Linked DNA regions of Mus musculus: region 2 is linked to region 1. The links are chromatin contacts, called in public HiChIP or PLAC-seq maps. All regions are on one chromosome and are shown on one strand. The core of a region is the stretch at or near the end of the contact, and the rest is flanking DNA. Distances in the headings are between cores, read along the strand shown. Region 1 has its middle 28 kb from the start of Mir3095. Region 2 overlaps Ecpas (Ecm29 proteasome adaptor and scaffold).

The links. HiChIP or PLAC-seq counts read pairs in DNA pulled down with a chosen protein or histone mark.
Region 2: a contact with region 1 is called in a CTCF HiChIP or PLAC-seq map of the NIH/3T3 cell line, with 5 read pairs. The contact joins two enhancer-like sites. A contact is called at or near these places in 2 of 15 datasets of contacts at CTCF or cohesin (the NIH/3T3 cell line and large pre-B cells) and 1 of 115 datasets of contacts at active chromatin or transcription factors (large pre-B cells).

The regions. Positions count from the first base shown.
Region 1 is chr4:58,410,415-58,416,646 of GRCm38.p6, forward strand. No RefSeq gene overlaps it. Among named protein-coding and RNA genes, the nearest start is that of Mir3095, 28 kb to the right of the region's middle. Within about 2 kb of position 3,522, at least 48 of the 459 cell types and tissues checked have an H3K27ac peak or open chromatin away from gene starts, as enhancers often do. A contact at or near this core is called in the NIH/3T3 cell line, where this site is marked.
Region 2 is chr4:58,823,864-58,829,751 of GRCm38.p6, forward strand. Ecpas (Ecm29 proteasome adaptor and scaffold) reads right to left here. Exons shown (of 49, transcript NM_172381.3): 25 at 4,644-4,789; 26 at 4,145-4,199; 27 at 3,174-3,288; 28 at 2,539-2,607; 29 at 835-952; 30 at 303-470. Among named protein-coding and RNA genes, the nearest start is that of Olfr267, 41 kb to the left of the region's middle. Within about 2 kb of position 2,243, at least 26 of the 459 cell types and tissues checked have an H3K27ac peak or open chromatin away from gene starts, as enhancers often do. A contact at or near this core is called in the NIH/3T3 cell line, where this site is marked.

The sequences.
Region 1 (6,232 bases), core at 2,272-4,771:
GGGATACAAATTGGAAAAGAGGAAGTCAAAATATCACTTTTTGCAGATGATATGATAGTATATATAAGTGACCCTAAAAATTCTACCAGAGAACTCCTAAACCTGATAAACAGCTTCGGTGAAGTAGCTGGATATAAAATAAACTCAAACAAGTCAATGGCCTTTCTCTATACAAAGAATAAACAGGCTGAGAAAGAAATTAGGGAAACAACACCCTTCTCAATAGTCACAAATAATATAAAATATCTCGGCGTGACTCTAACTAAGGAAGTGAAAGATCTATATGATAAAAACTTCAAATCTCTGAAGAAAGAAATTAAAGAAGATCTCAGAAGATGGAAAGATCTCCCATGCTCATGGATTGGCAGGATCAACATTGTAAAAATGGCTATCTTGCCAAAAGCAATCTACAGATTCAATGCAATCCCCATCAAAATTCCAACTCAATTCTTCAACGAATTAGAAGGAGCAATTTGCAAATTCATCTGGAATAACAAAAAACCTAGGATAGCAAAAACTCTTCTCAAGGATAAAAGAACCTCTGGTGGAATCACCATGTCTGATCTAAAGCTTTACTACAGAGCAACTGTGATAAAAACTGCATGGTACTGGTATAGAGACAGACCAGTAGACCAATGGAATAGAATTGAAGACCCAGAAATGAACCCACACACCTATGGTCACTTGATCTTCGACAAGGGAGCTAAAACCATCCAGTGGAAGAAAGACAGCATTTTCAACAATTGGTGCTGGCACAACTGGTTGTTATCATGTAGAAGAATGTGAATCGATCCATACTTATCTCCTTGTACTAAGGTCAAATCTAAGTGGATCAAGGAACTTCACATAAAACCAGAGACACTGAAACTTATAGAGGAGAAAGTGGGGAAAAGTCTCGAAGATATGGGCACAGGGGAAAAATTCCTGAACAGAACAGCAATGGCTTGTGCTGTAAGATCGAGAATTGACAAATGGGACCTAATGAAACTCCAAAGTTTCTGCAAGGCAAAAGACACCGTCAATAAGGCAAAAAGACCACCAACAGATTGGGAAAGGATCTTTACCTATCCTAAATCAGATAGGGGACTAATATCCAACATATATAAAGAACTCAAGAAGGTGGACTTCAGAAAATCAAATAACCCCATTAAAAAATGGGGCTCAGAACTGAACAAAGAATTCTCACCTGAGGAATACCGAATGGCAGAGAAGCACCTGAAAAAATGTTCAACATCCTTAATCATCAGGGAAATGCAAATCAAGACAACCCTGAGATTCCACCTCACACCAGTCAGAATGGCTAAGATAAAAAATTCAGGTGACAGCAGATGCTGGCGTGGATGTGGAGAAAGAGGAACACTCCTCCATTGTTGGTGGGATTGCAGGCTTGTACAACCACTCTGGACATCAGTCTGGCGGTTCCTCAGAAAATTGGACATAGTACTACCGGAGGATCCAGCAATACCTCTCCTGGGCATATATCCAGAAGATGCCCCAACTGGTAAGGACACATGCTCCACTATGTTCATAGCAGCCTTATTTATAATAGCCAGAAGCTGGAAAGAACCCAGATGCCCCTCAACAGAAGAATGGATACAGAAAATGTGGTACATCTACACAATGGAGTACTACTCAGCTATTAAAAAGAATGAATTTATGAAATTCCTAGCCAAATGGATGGACCTGGAGGGCATCATCCTGAGTGAGGTAACACATTCACAAAGGAACTCACACAATATCTACTCACTGATAAGTGGATATTAGCCCAAAACCTAGGATACCCAAGATATAAGATACAATTTGCTAAACACATGAAACTCAAGAAAAATGAAGACTGAAATGTGGACACTATGCCCCTCCTTAGAAGTGGGAACAAAACACCCTGGGAAGGAGTTACAGAGATAAAGTTTTGAGCTGAGATGAAAGGATGGTCCATGTAGAGACTGCCATATCCAGGGATCCACCCCATAATTAGCATCCAAACGCTGACACCATTGCATACACTAGCAAGATTTTATCGAAAGGACCCAGATGTAGCTGTCTCTTGTGAGACTATGCCGGGGCCTAGCAAACACAGAAGTGGATGCTCACAGTCAGCTAATGGATGGATCACAGGGCTCCCAATGGAGGAGCTAGAGAAAGTACCCAAGGAGCTAAAGGGATCTGCAACCCTATAGGCGGAACAACATAATGAACTAACCAGTATCCCGGAGCTCTTGACTCTAGCTGCATATGTATCAAAAGATGGCCTAGTCGGCCATCACTGGAAAGAGAGGCCCATTGGACACGCAAACTTTATATGCCCCAGTACAGGGTAACGCCAGAGCCAAAAAGGGGGAGTGGGTGGGTAGGGGAGTGGGGGTGGGTGGGTATGGGGGACTTTTGGTATAGCATTGGAAATGTAAATGAGCTAAATACCTAATAAAAAATGGAAAAAAAAATTTAAAAAAAAATTAAAAATACAAAATGTGAAAAAAAGATGGCTCAACTTGAAAAGAAGTTATTTATTCTACAAATAATTATAATTTTTAAAGTCATATGTCCAAAGGTATCTATTTCTAAGAGAGAGAAAAAAATTGGCTGAAAAAAATCCTCTTAGTAAATATGAATAAAAAGACTTACTTCTAGTAGCAATAATACTTAACAATGACCAAGGAAGACAAGCAGAAGTAATTAAGAATGAAGCAAGTCTGTCCTTCTTAAGTTTGAGTTTTACTCAGTGTATCAAGTTAGTAAAAAAATAAAGTTTCTATTCAAAGGAAAATGAAAAATTGTTGTTTCTATATAGTAAACTGTATAAACAAAAAAGTCCGTTAGTAATCATTTTTAATAGCTCAAAAGGTCAATAGCCCAAGAAATTAAAAACAAGACGGGGCTGGGGAGCATAGCTCAGGCTGTTCTTCCAGAGAACCTATACTCCGTTCCCAGCACTCACCTGGAACAGTCTCTAACTCCGTCCCAAGGGCTCCAGCGCCCTCTTCTGGCCTCTGCAAGTACTAACTCATGTACGAGCCTCAAAAACCGCTAACAAAATAAAAAAATTCACCCCAAAAATGTAAAAACAAGAAGATAAATATGCGGGAAGGCAGATGTGGGAATGTGAAGGCAAGAGGTCTGGGGTTAAAGCACAAATCTATCTTTCAGGCTGAATGGGCCCCATAAACTTGAAATCAGCAAGCCTGTCTCATCTCCCAAGAATGCATACCAGTTAAAATTCCTTACATTCTTTTCCCTTGCCTATTATGCCTGGAAAAATACTTGAAGCCACAATGCTGGATGGAGAAATCATTTTTGTGCGTCAATATGCCAGTATTTTCTCTGGAAGGAAGAGGGGATGGTTTTCGTAGATCCTCGAGTTATGGTGATTTGACATTTTTAGTTATAAGATTTATTGTTAATACAGAAAAAGGAAAATCTTTTGCAAAAGAACATTGGAAAAACTAAGCCACTTTTATGCACTCCCCTCTTCCTTGACCTACTTGTTAAAACTTCCTGTTTGTGAAATAAACAAGAGAGTCCCTGGAGTGCTTTGAAGTCTGTGGCTTTGAGGAAATGACTGAGTAGCCCTGTCAGAATATCTCTCGGGCCACTCAAGTCCCTGGGGGCCTGTCCTCAAGGGAATCTTCTGCCTTTTGAGCCAAGAGCTCATGTGCCTCCATTCAGCAAGGGATTATCAGCATCCCAAGAACTTGGCCCTAACATACTCACTGTTAATTTGACAAATTGTGCACTTACACATCTTTCTTAGCCTCTGCCACACTGCGGCTTTAGCGGCTAAGATGCCCGCGTATTGATTGATCTTTAGAACTAGACTAGCTTCTGGGGTGCTCCACAGAAGAACGGACTGAGAGTCAGAAACCTTGGCCTGAGTCTCAAATGACCCACATAGACATCAATGTGTGATCTTGGCCAAGCCATCATTCCATTAATACTCTATAGTCACCCTCATCAATGTCCCAAACCATCTGCTGTTTATCAAACGCCATGGCCTTTTTTTAACAGCCTTATTGACTACTATCTGGAGTCTTCCTCCTTAACCTTCATAGGATACCTTTTAGGCGTTCCTACCACATGCCAGAGAGTGTTATGACAGCTTCATGCATGTATATAATATATTCTGATCATATACAATCCACTACTCTCTCCTATTCCCTTCCCTCTCCTTCCCATACAGTTCCCCTCCTGCTTTCATGAGTTTATATTTGTGACCCACTGTCACTGGGTCCTTAACCATAGCCACTAGTCCACCTGTGGCATTTAGCATCTGCATCCAGAGCTGTTATTTAGGCTTATACATCGCTTTCCCTGCATAGCCTCAGCCAAAGCCACACTCAAATCCCAGGCATTCATCCTCAGACTCAGACTCCAGACGGTATATTCCGTCTAACGATGCCCAGAAATGTCACCTCAACAGGCCCCAGGTTCAATTACACAACAGTGACCCACCCCCACCCCACCATGTCTCCTCACACTTTCCAAACCTGGAAATCATACTGATTGCTTGGGTAAAGCTGATGTTACTAGTTTACCGATGACGGTTTAAGTAGCAATTTTGAGAAGCAAAAATACTTTTTGGAACTTCAACAACTAGATCAGGTCATGCAGATTCTACCTTATTTGGTTCCCTTGTTCTTGGCTATTCTTGTCTCCATTTCCCTAATTCAAGAGTGCCAAACTCTTCTTCTCCAGCCCCTTCTACCCTCTGAACTAATTGCCTTCAGACCTTGCCAGACTTGACAACTTCCATCACATACTCCTCCCACAGTGGCCTTTTGTCAAAGGCAAGTCTGGGAGTCTCATATGGATCTCCATGTCTATACGGTTATTTAAACAGAAGAGCTTCTGTTTGTGCACAAGACCCTTTGTGATCTGGCTTCAACCTGTCCCTACACTGTCACCTCCAGGCTTCCTCCCATATACCCTGCTCTCTGCTTAGGTCCTTCATTTCCCCACAACACAACACGCTGACCCATGTATCCTTTCCTTCCTGGTACCTGCTCCTCCTGCTGATGGAATGCTGTTCTAAACCCCAGCGTGTTTTGTTGTGTTTGTTTGTAAGTTTTCTCATCCTCCTAGGATTTAGTTCCCTGGCTCTTCTGATAAGCCATCCCTTTATCCCCGGTGTGATAGATTGTGACCACAGCTATTCACAGCTTTCTGCATTTACATTTTTTAAAATTTCTATCTTTAAATTTCTATCTTTAATTGTGTATATCTGTGTGGGATTGGTTCTGTGTGTGCAGGTGGGTGCAAATGCCAGAAGAGGCCAGAAGAGGTCATCAGAGCACCTGGAGATAGAGTTACAAGTGGCTGTGAGCTGACCAACATGGGTGTTGGGATCCATGCTCAGACCCTCTGCATAAGCAGTACTAGCTCTTAAGTGATGCGCCATCTTCCCAGCCCTTGCATTTACGTTGTGCTGGGGCCTCACTATAATCAAAGTATACTTCAGCACACCTTCACTTCGCAGCTGGCTGGTGCCTTACTGCTTCATAACAACTCAGGAGCAGATATGATAATAAACCAGCTCCAAGCCCCGTTAGACAAACTGACAACATAGTTATGAAAAGAATGGGTCTGAGTTTATCCCATAAAAAGAAAGAGATAGACCTGGACCAGATCCTCTCCAGTGAGTTGACCTGAGTCAAGCTTCACTCCTTTGACCTGATGTGAATGCTCACTGTTATATGAAATTGAGATAGATGTTTTCAGTTTAGTGTAGCAATAGCTTTGCTTATCTTTTAGTGGCTACTCTTGCTGTGATGAAACACCATGACCAAAAGCAGTTGGGGAGGAAAGGGTTTATTTGTTTCCATGTCCTGAATCACATACAGCTCACTGAGAGACAGCAAAACAGGAACTCAAACTCAGTAAAAACCCAAAGGCAGGAGCTGATGCAGAGGCCATGGAATGATGCTACTTACTGTCTTGCTCACCATGACTTGCTCAGTGTGTTTCTAATAAAACCCAGGACCACAGCTCAGGTATATATCCCCACCCAAAATGGGCTGGCTCCCTGCAATCAATCACTAATTAAGAAAATGTCCTACAGGCTTGCTTGCCTACTGGCTAGTCTTAGGAAGGCGTTTTCTGAGTTGAGGTTCCATTCTCTCAGATGACTTTAGCTTGTGTCAAGGACAGCTGGCATATCAGCTGTGGCTTCTCCCCTGTCCTCTCACATGTTTCCATTCCACATCCTCCAAGAAAAGAAAGACGGCAATGCTGGCACCTT
Region 2 (5,888 bases), core at 993-3,492, 410 kb after region 1:
GCTCCCAGGACCCAACAGAGATGAGATTAGCTGAAATGCCCAACAAAGAGGAGGGAAAACTGTAGAGATCATATCCAGAGGTTAGACTATTGTTCTTTTATCTATCTATCCAACCAGTGAACATTATGATTGCCTTCATTTTTGAGATCTCAGTAAATATTACAGAATCACTGAAAGAAAAAGCAAACGAGCAATGAAAGGAAACAAATATACAAGGGGCAACGGGTGTTTGGTTTAAATCCTGTGTGGTGCCACAGGCAAGCTACAGAGTTTTCCTAACACATAGGCTCACAGATACTTGCCATTGACTTGTCAGTGACCAATGCATTCCAAATGCTTGTCATAGCTTGTCGAATTCCAAGGTTGGGATCAAACTGGTATCGATAAAGGCGAGGAACTAGTTGAGGCAGAAAAGGAGCCAGTTGTTCTCCAGCTCTGGTAGCAATTACATTAAAACCAAAAGCAGCACCCTGAAAACAATAAAGACTAACTTATACATGGCTGTCATAATAAAATGTTAACATAGCAAATACAAAAAGGCTTCAAATACTCTTTCTCAAATTTACCCCTAAATAGAACCTTACTTAGTATTCCAGCTTTACCAAATAATGACTAATGTGGTAATCTGGCTCTCAGATGCAGATTTTCAAAATTAACTATACATGAACTGGCACTACAAGGCTAATGTAACAAGTCTGGTTTTGGAGTAAAAGAATAAAACCTCAGTAAGAGATAGGGGTATGTAATTCAGTAGTAGAGCACTTGTCATATATACATGATGCCGAGTTTGTTCTCCAGCAAAAATTGAAGAAATGAAATAAAATAACAACTTACCTTCCTGGAGTTCCACATTGCATGATGATTTGCCAGATTCATAAATTTATATACCAGATCTGGCTGACTGAGATCACTTGCCAGAGAGCAAAGCTCCTTGTAAGTAGAAAGGCCCTGACTTAGAAACAAAAAGAAAAACACAATAAAATATTTTTATAGCTATCTTTGGCTTGACATAAATTTCAGCATCAATATTACAGGGCTCTTTTAAATTCTATTTCCCTCAGTTACTAATACCACAATCATCACTGAGGAGACTGAAAACTAGTTTGAGAAGTATATAAAAAGTCATATACCTCAATTATCAATAATTTCTAAATCTTTCTGCCAGTAAATACCTGTTGCAAATTAATTGTGAAATACCTCCCATAAGGTCAAGTGTTTGAGCCTATGGCTCCCAGTTCATGGCACTGTTTTGGAAGGCGGCAGGATCTACAAGAGGTGGATCTTTGGTGTATGGAGGAAGGAGGTTAGGAGGCAGAGTCCCCTGCAGCCATGCAGCCATCTACTGCCATTCCTTCCCTTTTGTGACAGACCTTACAGCCTCCAACTGTAAACCAGATGGACTCTCCATTGCTTTTTATCAGTTATTTGATAGTAACAAACATGATACCTAAAATGTGCCTGCATGTTCCATGGAAGTGAAGCTCTTGGTGGCTCTGGAGACACCTTGCAAGTTCATCATGTTGTATGCAATCTCTCATAACGATGAGTGATTTGAAAGTATCTCTATGCTAAATTTCCTCTAGGTATAATATAGCATTGTGAAAAATTAGCACCTTTTTTTAATTCGTAAAGAAGCCAAGTACAGTGGTTTGTACCTCTGTAGTTGTACCAAAGAATTCAACTGAGCCAACTAGTTTAAAAACAACAAAGATAATGAGACCTTGTCCACCCAAAAAAAGAGGAGAAAGAAGAAAACAAAGAGCTCAGAAGAATTTAGAAAAACAAGCATATAAAAAGAACTTTGAATATGAAAACAGTAAGATATAGGATAGCACAGGACAGATAAACCACCTACAATATTAATATTCTCTTGTTCCAAATGTCACAGGAAGACAGAGCAAGTGGCATGTTATCTGGCAATTCTTAAGAGGAAAAAAATGACAATATAACTACACTGAAATAATAATTAAAGAGGGACAACATCAAAATTAATTTAAAATACTAAACAGGCAGACTAGTCAAACACAGAAAGTATTCCCAGAAAAAATTTAGATGAATTTAACGTAGCTCTATGTTGCAAGATGTCTATTCAGGACTCAGCTTCCTAGAAGCAGACAGTTCTAGACCTAGTATCAGTCCGAGAACTAACTTTGGTCTTTGAGGTCATGGCCTCCCACAAAGCAGCCTGCCACAAATGATTACTCACTGGCCAGGCATAAAGGCCTAAGAAGTATGGCAAGAGGCCCAGGCTCTGTGGCTCGACACCCCTGAAGGGCCACGCCATCCTAGCCTGAAGCTCCTCAGGAATCCAGTGTCCAGTGAGGTATGGCTTCAGGCCAACACTGCTCACTGCTCCCAAAGACAATCCTAAGGGTATTCTCCAATAATCTTCCAACATACAAATCTCTATCTCAGAGGCCAAGAAAACCTAATCTAAGACAGTAGGGTTTTTTTCCATGTCATTTTTATTTATCCATCAACAAACAATATTCCTATTCTCCCTTAGTTGATCAATGTGTTTAGATTTAGCACACTTACCCATCAGGTGTTTTGCCAAGGCCACCCCCTTGAAATACCACTGTCTCTCCAGAAACTTCATGTTTGACTCTAAAACAAATCAGAAAGAATTTAAATTAGCTTCAATTTTTCCATACCAACAATAAACAATTGGATACAATCCATTTGCAAACTGATAAAAACCTGTGTCTAGGGTATAAAAGATATAAAACTATTCTTTCCTACTAGACTGCAAATTTTCTAAAATCAAATATAAGCAAAAAATTTCTCAGATTAATTACAGCCAATGTGTCACACATAAAAACTACCCTTCCCTCATGGAGGTAACTAACAGAAAGCAGCAAGCAATTACAAAACCAATCTCCTTCCGTGTACTCATCAACATTAGACTATGAATAACATTCAAGTTTCTTCATACCACACCTTAACTTTTTTTAGCCAAAGGTATTAAAATGTTTTCTAATCCAATGCTTTAACTGTCATAGGACATTCAAGTATGAAATTTTCTGAAGTAAACAGTATACACTGGGATAATTAAACTGTTTACAATCATTGATATGTAATGCCTTAATAAGTAGAAGGTGGAATTATCCTTCTTCCACATAATATTCCCAATGTCTTAAGTATTCATAGCTGAAATGTTAAATTCACTATACCTTTTGCCAGTCATAAGTGTTTCTACAAGTGTAGACACCAATTCTTGTTGATCTTGTTCATTGCCCAGCTCATAAACCAACCCAAGCCCCTTTGAGGCAACATCTTGGCTGAGTTCTACAAAAAAGGTAGACAAAATTATGCTATTCTAAAAGAAATTTGTCTTGTAGCCAATTATTTTCTTTCAAGTAATTCTCTTTACTCTAAAATGCTACAAAAGTAAAGATATAAAAAGTAGAAGCACTCTCAATTAACTAAATCAAGTCAATGGACAAGAAATCCTCAATTAATAAAGATGAGAATCATGACCATAAACTAATAAAATACCAATGAACTACAGTGTCACTATAAAAACCACAGTATCAGAGTATCAACATATATTGTTTATATTAGAGATAAAATACTCTCCTAGGACTTTAAGACACCCATATCCAATTTTAGAAAAATAGAGGCAATACTAGTCCATGTGTTCTGAATAAGATGTTTTAAAGCTATTATTTAAATTTCTAACATATTCAACTTCTCCTGGCTTTAATAAAGAGGAAAAAGTAATTCAAAGCAGGAAAACTTTAACACTAATGTTAAGGCCTAAGCTCCATTAAAAAATGTAAAGTTCTAATTTATGTATAAGAAAGAATATCTATTTCCTCTACTTTAGAACTTTAGTGGAAAGATGGTACTGTGGTAGTTAATATTGGCTTTTGCCTTAATACAATTACCTTTAATACTAAAAAAATTAATTTCTAATTCTATTGCAGAGAGCCTTACTATCTCTAACTCAGGATGGTCTGGAGCTCATGGTCCTCCTGCCCTTTACCTCCCACGCGCTGGCTGGGGTTAAAGGCTTGTGGCTAGTTCTGTTGTAGTGACATGGCTCAAAAGTTTTTGTGCTCTAATTCACTCACTCACGCTTTTAAAGTTTAAAATACAAGTACACTGAAGGTGACAAATCAAATATTTACCAACAACTTACCATCATTTTCTGACAGAACTGAAACAAATGCGCTCTGAATTTCTTTAAGATGGGACTGAAAGAAAAGTAAAGGCATTAGAGCACTGAAGTTCTACCTCCTCTTCAGGAAAACATGCATCTTGCTGGTAAGGTACATGGAGGCCAGAGAGTCTTAGGACCAAGGCAGTCTTGACCTTTCCATGCAGTGAACGTTACAGGCGTCCATATCACCGTAACTTGTACCATACACAGGTTGTCTAAGCGTTCAGACTGACCACTGTCCCAGAATGAGCCTGCCCAATCTTATCCCTTCTGATTTTACATCTTCACATTTAGATCATTTTCTTGCCAGTATTAATCAAATCATCATCCTTCAGTGCCTCACATGGTAATTATTTCAAAATTTCTGCTACTTTTTAATGATTCCATACTTCATATACTTTCTTCCTACTTTTAATTCATAAACACTTTGGGATCCTTCCTGAGTTCATCACATATCCAATGAGTATTATAAACTCACCTTCACTTCTCTGTGGGTACTTAGTTTTCTCACAAGAGAAAGAAGCCAGATGCAGGCTGCTTGCCTGACATGTGGGTTGGGGCTGATGATATGTTTATTTAAAATAACATCTAAAACCCATGGGACAACATCATTCACTTTGGCACCTGAGGAATAAGCAAAGAAAGATTACAATTAAAATATTCAAATATAATTTTCTTTAAAAATCATATTTACATCAACAATCACACAATAACCCAATGTTAAAATCCAAGTGACCAAGAAAGTCCAGAAGCTAATGTAAGCTAAATAATCTTTTAAATTATTCAAATGACTCTAGTTTATTGGATAAAAAAATGTATCCTAGTCTCTTCAATCTCAGCATTTTTTTATTGAATCTTTCTAAACTAAACTTCCATCTAAAAGCTGATCAATAACTTTGGATTTCATTTCTTCCTCCAGCTATAACATATTTGTCTCTTTCCCCATTACTACGCAGTTTCGCAATCCCAACAAAATGCTGACTTGCTTTACCGTATATGTATTCAAACAGAAGCCTCAGAGAACTAGTTTGGCTTCCACCAATCATAGTACAGTCACCCTACATATACTACTAGAAAAACTTTTTCCCTATTTCTTTTAAGGTCTCTCTATGATAGATGACAAAATAGTAGATGAAGATATTACTACAGTGTTAAATGTTAACTATAATACTAAGTACAGCAACTATTTTTCACTATGGATACAATTCACAATAGTACTGTTACCATGAAAATATTCTTATTCAATTTTCCCAGCTAAGAAGATAAAATACAAATACTTTCTGATTTTTCTTTTAGCTTTAAAGAGTAAAAACAAAAATCCTGGTTTGATACTAAAATATATTTCAATTCTAAATTTAAATCAACTGAAAAAAATATTTGTGTCTGTGTTTTGGATTTTTTTGTTTTGCACTATTGTTTTTTCTTTAATTGTTAACATTAGGTTTCTTCACATTTTTTGTGTACATGTACACATACGTGCACATACATGAGAGCCCATGACACAGCATGCATGTGGAGGTCAGAGGTCAGAGGTCAGCTTTGCAAAAGCTGCTCCTGCACCATGGGGTCCAGAGATAGAACGCAGGCCATCAAGCTTGGCAGAACTTGCTGATTGTTCTCACTAGACCTTGTATTATTTTTCTTTTGTTGTTGTTGATTTTTGTTTTGTTTTGCTTTGTTTTTGAGATAAAGTCTCACTGTGTAGCCCAGACTGGCTCTGATA